2 separate regions of the Delphinus delphis genome follow, and region 2 is linked to region 1. The links are chromatin contacts, called in public Hi-C maps. All regions are on one chromosome and are shown on one strand. Each heading gives the region's core, a stretch centred on a gene start, on an enhancer-like site or on the middle of the called end of the contact. The rest is flanking DNA. Distances are from core to core; before and after follow the strand shown.

Evidence for each region. A called contact is a pair of places that touch in the nucleus more often than the background predicts.
Region 2: a Hi-C map of muscle shows a contact between it and region 1, with 5 times the contacts expected there. The contact joins the promoter of LOC132431236 here to the promoter of IFT56 in region 1. A contact is called at or near these places in 2 of 3 Hi-C or Micro-C datasets (lung and muscle).

Annotation. Positions count from the first base shown.
Region 1 is chr9:92,684,264-92,688,108 of mDelDel1.2, reverse strand. It overlaps IFT56 (intraflagellar transport 56), which reads right to left and starts at 1,607. Exons shown (of 18, transcript XM_060020970.1): 1 at 1,502-1,607; 2 at 858-995. The coding sequence starts at 1,504.
Region 2 is chr9:92,831,649-92,835,493 of mDelDel1.2, reverse strand. LOC132431236 (putative RNA-binding protein Luc7-like 2) reads right to left here and starts at 1,836. Exons shown (of 11, transcript XM_069541025.1): 1 at 1,583-1,836. The coding sequence starts at 1,720. TRNAR-CCU (transfer RNA arginine (anticodon CCU)) reads right to left here and starts at 2,427; the gene lies at 2,355-2,427.

The DNA of each region.
Region 1 (3,845 bases), core at 358-2,857:
GTGCTCAATACCAGAGCACTGGCAAGAAACACAGGACTATACGTGAAAGACTGAGAAAGATACATAAAGCTAATTAAAACACTTATTGTTGATAGAGTAATAAGGCTGTTGTAGTGCTTTAGAGAAATGATTATGGAACAACACAGCCAGGCTGTGCTGTCAAAACTCTTCATCTCTTCATTCTTTGGTGTACCCTTTCATTCTTTTATAACATATGCTTCCCAGAAAGCCGTTTCCCAAAGTGCAGCATCTTTGGAACATCTACATCAGAAGCACTTAGGCTACTTGCCCAAAATACGGGTTCCTGAGAACCACTGTAGGCTGATTCTGTAAAGAATCAGAATCCCTAGGGCAGGAGTCCAGGAATGTACATTTTAATAAGTACCCTAATTCTGATGCATATTAAAAGTTGAGAACTACTGCCATAGAGATTTGAAATATCTTCTGAAGATACAGTATTTTTAGACAATAAGCATGCAACATGGTAGAATTATTTAAATTTGATCAGAATGTTACAACATATAATAGGAATAAACCATAAATTGGTCAGGGGGTGGAATGAACAACATGTGAACTGACACTGTATTAAATGTCTCTCTACATTTTTAGGCTGGATTCATCATCAGTGGGACTAGATATAATTAAAACTGTCCCTCGAGAAATAAGTCTATCATTTTAGTTCACCTTTAATCAGGTTTATAGTTAACTTGGAATCTGGAATCTGGGCCTGACAAGATTTACAGAAAGTCCCAGAAGGCACCCACCTGTTCCAACAGCATAGCAACCAGCATTCACCCATGCATTCCTCTATATTCTGGTTTTTCACCTCCTAAGAAGCAACCTTCTTTGGACATTACCTCCAACAGGGTAATAGCTCCAGTGAAATCTCTTTGTGAAAGTAGCTCCTCTAGTTTTGGAATCTTCCTACCTTTCTTCTTTCTTTTGTCAGTATGCGGTAGGTCCCTGCCTACAGCAGGTTTGGCCCTTGAAAGCATCTGTGAAAGAAACAACAAAGACAGCTGTATGATCCCATTCCGATGGTCAATATTAAACTGAGAGTGACGGCTCCAGGATTTATAAGTCAAATCCGTAACAACGAACCCCAGGTAAGCGTATTCAAATTCTTTCTGTAACATGTTATTTTACTAAAAGGGCCATCACCCTGTGTTTGAGCTAACGAAACTGCTACTCCCTAGTTCTTTATCTCCCCCAATTAGAGTGAGGTAAGAGATGCTTTCGCGCAGCTGCTGTCATCTCAGCCTTCCCTCGGTCCGCTTTCCAGCCCACGCGCAGCTCAGGAGTGGGGAAATGGAGAAGCAGGAGGGAAGAAAGCAACGATGTATTTACAACTGCATCCCTGTCCCCCGTGGGAACACGGGGAGGGCACAGACACCATCCTCTGCTGACAATCCTAGATTTAACCCAGAATTATGTCTGGAACCTCTAATCTCCAGTCCCAGGACCTACTCAGAGTTCTCCCTCACTGTTCAAAGCCACTAACCATCTTGGCGTCAGTCTTATGAATCCCCTCTGCAGACAAACAGAAGGCCGGGCCTCAGCGCGCCTCGGCATCCACAAAGCTGGCTCGGTCTCCACAGCAACCCCGCTGGGGGACTGGTCCGTGCAGGAGTAGCGCCCGCCGGAGAACCGGTGCCCTCCACGTCTTGGTTCCCCTAGGCTTTCACCGCTGCAGGAGTGAAAGTTTCTCCGGAGGAGAGCGTTGTTCTCTGTGCTGACAGCGAGAGTTTGACTCTATCTCCGTGAGTTTACTTTAGGAAAAAGCGAATTAGAATGGCATTGTTTTTCAAATACAAGTTTCCCGGGAAAGTAATTTTCAAGGACCACTTCCGGTTTGGATCGCGTTGGGCTCCTGAGCAACACGGGGCGCTGACTGGCACGTGATCGCCGTCTCTTGTGCAGTGCCTGAAAGCTTAGGAAAAAAATTCTGCCGAACCGAGGAAGCCGATGTTTGGAGGCGGGAGTTCACCAGAATACGGTTTCTTATTTCCATAGAGAAAGCTACCCTGTGATGTGACGTTATATTGTGATTCCTGCTCATAGAATTTAGAATAGAACCTCTGATTTGTTATAAATAGGGAAACCCAACATGGAGTCACAGTGGCCAGTGTGGCACCCATCTTGATTGTTTCTAAAGATCTGATGTAAGATTTGGAATATGTAAATTAAGATAACTGGAGTGTGAAGTCAAATAAGTAAATTGATTTTTTTTTTTTTTTGGTGGTGGGAGTTGGCTGTGTCACAGGGCTTGTGGGATCTGAGTTACCCAACCAGGGATCAAACTCAGGCCCTCGTCAGTGAAAGCCTGGAGTTCTAACGGCTGGACCACCTGGGTCCAGTAAATTGTTTTTAAAGGTGTGGGGAAAGACTTAAAGAAAGATGCATAACATGAGTTGTGCGTTTAAGTTTTATTCGGGATCTTTCTGAGGACTAAAGCCTGGGAGACAGCCACTCAGTAAACTGTGGCGACTACTTGGTAGAGGTAGGGGAGAAGCCAGTTTATACATGATTTTTGGCCAGGGCATACCTGAAGTCAAGCATATATCTTGGTAAGATTACTACTAATCGTAAAGAACAGATGTCTCCAGTTAATCTTTTCAGCTTTTCTGTGTATGGGAACATGCAAGAATCTAGGGTCATTAAAATTCTTCCTGAGATATACATCTAACTATCTGTGGGACCTGCCTGTTCGTGTGCGTCCAAAGCACAGATGCCTCATTCTGTGTTCACCTTAAATTCCTCTAAGAGTCCTACTGTCAGTCAGCAACTGCGGTGGGTTACAACTGAACTCTTGTGGAAATGGGTGGTGAGCAATGCTCTTTGTCTTAGCGATCCTAATTTTTCGGGGTCCACCCCTGTATGTTGACTTTAAAAAATGAACAACCTAAAGTTGACAGTTATGTTTTATTTGGGGAACCTTACTAAGGACTATAGTCCGGGAATTAGCTTCTCAGATGGCTCTGAAGAACTGTTCCAAAGAGGTGAGTGAGGAGCCAGGATATATAGGAGTTTTTTGCTGGGAAAAAAAAAATGTAGTCAGACTTCAAAAGATTAGTGCTAATTACAAAAAACAGACATCTCAAGTAAAGGGTTTTAATGCTTTTCTATGTATGGGAAGATGCAAGTGTCTGGGCTCATTGATATTATTCCTTTGATATGCATCTTAACTAACTAGGGCCAGTATCCTCTTTTTCTCCACCCTGAATTCCCCTCAGGATGCACTGTCAGGGCAGCTGCAGTGACCGTTGGCTTGATGGCAGACAGCATTTTTTGTTTACTGAAATAGCAGGCAACATTTTTTTGTCCACAGGTAAGGCTCCTTGCTGCTGGGGTTGTAACTTTTGCACCCTAGGGATTGTACCTCACAAAAGACAGGGTCTGAGTGCAGTTGCTGGAGAAGGGTCTCGATGGACCGCATGCACTACGCTCGCTGGAGACTGCCCGTGTCAGAAGCTGCCGGAGTAGAAGGTGATTGCTGAGAAAAGCCAGCGCCATGCAGGTTGCCGCTGCCTACATCTAGAACCCGTGCCTGCCATTTGCGTTGAGGATGCCTCCCTTCCCCTATCTCTCTTCAAAGTGGTTCCTTAAACCCTTTATTTTCTTTACTGTTGGGTGTGACTAATTTGAGTGTGTTGAGTGCAATAAGCCAAGTGATTTTAGCCTCTTATACAATTGGCTTATGACATGTTTTACGACTTCTCAATCCCACCATTCTTCCCTGGCCTTGTTGCTTTGGCTTGTGGCCAACACCCACACACAGTAAGGAACTATAATATGTGCTGGGTGGATGACTTAATTTATCTGTCTTACTCCTGAACCCAGTTAAC
Region 2 (3,845 bases), core at 587-3,086, 150 kb before region 1:
AGTGACTTCCCATTACATTTCCAATAAAGTTTAAATTGCTGCCTACCACCTACCTCATCTTCCTCCACGTCATCCACCACACCCTAAACCTTAGCAGCTCTCACCTGTCAGTTCCTCCACCTCTGGGCTTTCAGTTATGCACCTTCTTTACTTGGACCTCATCTTCCCCAACCCCCATTTACTTGCTAACTCGAATTTATTCTTCAAGTCCCTGGTTAATGAATTTCCTCCTGAAAGCCTACCCCTTCTGTATGCCAGGACCCCTGTTGTCTATTTACTCCCTTAGCACTTGTTTATTCTAAGTCCTTGGTTATATGGCTCCTCGGGTGGATTGTAAGCTTCTTAAAAGACAGCACCCATGTGGCTCTTATTCGTCGTTGTTAGCCAAGTTCCTAACAGTCCCTAATATTGTGACCTTTTAAAAATTAGTTGAGGGCTTCCCTGGTGGCGCAGTGGTTGAGAATCCGCCTGCTGATGGAGGGGCTACGGGTTCGTGCCCCGGTCCGGGAAGATCCCACATGCCGCGGAGCGGCTGGGCCCGTGAGCCATGGCCGCTGGGCCTGCGCGTCCAGGGCCTGTGCTCCGCGGCGGGAAGGGCCACAGCAGTGAGAGGCCCGCATACCGCAAAAAAAAAAAATTAAAAAATTAGTTGAAGTTTAGTTCTAACATTTTGCATTCTAACTTCCATGGTTCAGAAAATCAAGAGTTAGGATGACGGTTCTCCCCTTTCCCACACTGCTCAAAAGACGCTAAGTTTCCTTTGCTAAAGCCCAAGCTGACTCTCCAATTTATATTTCTGAGAAAGGCTGCAACGTCTTTCCAAGCCAGATCAGGAACTCTAGAGTCAGCAATTAAATGGAAGACTCTTATTTGGGAACCAAGTAACCTAGAGCCTAGCTGTTCCTATACATGTGCTTGTACAGGTCAACTGTCCCCGAGCCTCAGTTGCCCCTTTTGAAGAAAGAAACTATCTTCCATCCGATCTTGCCTAAGGGGTAGAAGGAGTGCGGATTTCACAAAGGGATTTTCCAAGAATGACGGCCTCCCATATGTACATATTTATCTACTACAGGCGGAAAAACTGTTGTCTGGTCACATATCGCGTTAATGTTGTAACTCACAGTACCACCTCATTAGAGGTTTCTAGTTCAGCTCTGCAAGGCACCATTCCCCGAAGCGGCGTAGTCCTGCTCTTCAAGAAGCGCCCAATATTTCCTCTCTGCATCAAAAACCGGTTCCTAGAATAGCTCTCCTCCGGGAAGGAGAGTGTTGGGTAGATGCTGTGGCCTGGGACTCTACACTCTCCACCAAGGACATCTTTTTTCTTGTCCCTCTCTATTTCCGCCATTTCACTTCCTTCTCACTTTCCCCTCCACACAGGCCAAAGACAGCCAATGAAATCCTCAGGGACGGCTCCACCCCAGGATGACTTTGCCTTCCCGCCGGTCCTCGATCTGTTTGGAGGGAACCAGAGCCTCAGAAATGAGGGCTAAGGCCAGGCGCGCTCCACCCTGCCCAGACCCGACTCTCCCTCCCTTCCCGGGAAAGGGACGCTGGAGCCCCCGGACACGGGCTTCCGTACCCGATGTGCACGGAAAGCCTTCACGAGGTACCGATAGGCCGGGGTGTGGCGATAGGGTCGGCCTGCGGCCGCGTTCAAGTAGCGCAACTCTCGGAGAAGGCCTCGCCAAGTACGCAGCGGTGACCCCAAGGCCGCCATTTTCCCGTCGTCCGAGCTTGGCGCGGGACGGCGCCCTACTCCCCTCTTACTCCCTCACCACCCCCTTGCTCAGCCGCTTAATGGTACGGTCGGAACCAGACTGCCGGCTCCCCCTATCGACTGCAGGACAGTGGAATGTCTCACTTCCCTTCTTTGCGGAGCGTTATTAATCGAACACCGAGCGGCGTCCTAAGGTGTTAAGACAAAAGCAAACGAAAGCCGAGTGTAACTGAAGAGCCTGGAGACAGGCCGGGCAAGGGAAAAGAAGGTCCTAGTTCCTTTCCTGACTGCGTCATTTCAGACGCCATTCGGTGACAGACCATTGACTCTGAAGAAAATGAGGGCATGTCGGAAGTGGGTGTCAATTTGAAGTAGAAAACTTTGAGAAGATTTTATGTCTAGAGGGGATGTCAAAATTCAACGTACTGACTTAGCAGAAATCTTAATGGGGTTACGGCTCACAAGAAGGGAATGGGAGTATGTTGATTCTCGCAAACTGTAGCCTCACACCTAGAAAAACCACGCATACATTTTCCATCTTTAAAGAGTAAAATTAAGTTAGTATTTTTCGCTATAATTGTTTAAGAAGGAGGAAAGGTAAAAAGTTTTATTATTTTAAAGGCAAAAGTATAGTCACCCCAGATGGGACTCGAACCCACAATCCCTGGCTTAGGAGGCCAATGCCTTATCCATTAGGCCACTGGGGCTTCGGTGAATAATGTGCTCAAACAGCGTATTCAATTTTTTTCCTCCTTGGTACGTCATCGTCATCTCAGCTTCTTTTTAACCTATCCTAGGAAACTACACTTAGTACCATTAATGAGGTGCGAGGCATGCTGGGAGTTGTAGTTAAGAGAACAAATATCCGCCTCACAGCTCCAAAGGTTTTACCCTCGAAGCAGCACCGATGCGCCGGACGGAGATCGGGCACGCGCACGGTTTTGCGTACGCGTTTCCTACGCGGTAGCTGCTGCGCCTGCGCAAAAGCGCGCATACGACGTCGCGGAGCCGAGTGCACTGGGCACGCTAGCCGAATCTCCCAGATTCGCCCGCTGAGCTTGTGTTTCGTTGGGTTTTCACCGGAAACAGCCGGCCCCTTCCGGTGTTGCGGCTTTCCGGACTTGGCTTGGCTGCATCCTGCCATTAGGGGGCGTGCGTAGCGGTCATTTTATTTCCGGTTGAAACACAGGCCATTTCCGCAGAGCAAGTGGCCAGTTAGAAACGGTTATCTTGCCTTCTGAATTGGCAGGTTAGTGGTAAACATGGGATAGCAGGGAATTAGAATTAGTTAATTCACTAGGAATTAGTTAATTATAAACAATTAGGAGTTAATTTTCTGTTTCTTTTCCTATTTGAATAAATTGGACAAGTCACTTCTGAGTCTCAGCGGACTAACCCCTTGCTTAAAATCTCGCAGTGGCTCCCCGTTGCCCGTAAGGTAAATTTCAGACCACTGGACCCTACCTAAATTGACCCTTGCCTGTGTCTTAACCTTCATCTCCTCTCACCTTCTGCTCAGTGTAGCCGAACTTCTCTGTCTTCCTCTCCACATTTTTTAAATAGATTTATTTAATTAATTTTATTTGGTTTTGGCTGCATTGCGTCTTTGTTGCTGCATGCGGTCTTTCTCTAGTTGCGGCGAGCGGAGGCTACTCTTCGTTGCGGTGCGCGGGCTTTCATTGCGGTGGCTTTTCTTGTGGAGCACGGGCTCTAGGCGCGTGGGCTTCAGTAGTTGTGGCTCGTGGGCTCAGTAGTTGTGGCTCGCAGGCTCTAGAGTGCAGGCTCAGTAGTTATGGCACACGGGCTCAGTAGTTGTGGTTCATGGGGTCTAGAGTGCAGGCTCAGTAGTTGTGGCACACGGGCTTAGTTGCTCTGCAGCATGTGGGATCTTCCAGGACCAGGCAAGCCCCCCTCTCCACATTTTGTGTTATTCCCTTTGCCTGAATCTTAACCATTCGCATTAATACTCCTATTTACCTTTTGGGCTTCAAGTTTCTTCGGGAAGTCTAGGTCAGACACTTCTCCAGGCCCTTATGGTCAGCATGGCAAAGTTAAAATGATTCACTTCACCTCCTGTGGGCTCCTCTAGATTCTCTATGTAATCTTACCTTTTACGAGCTATGTC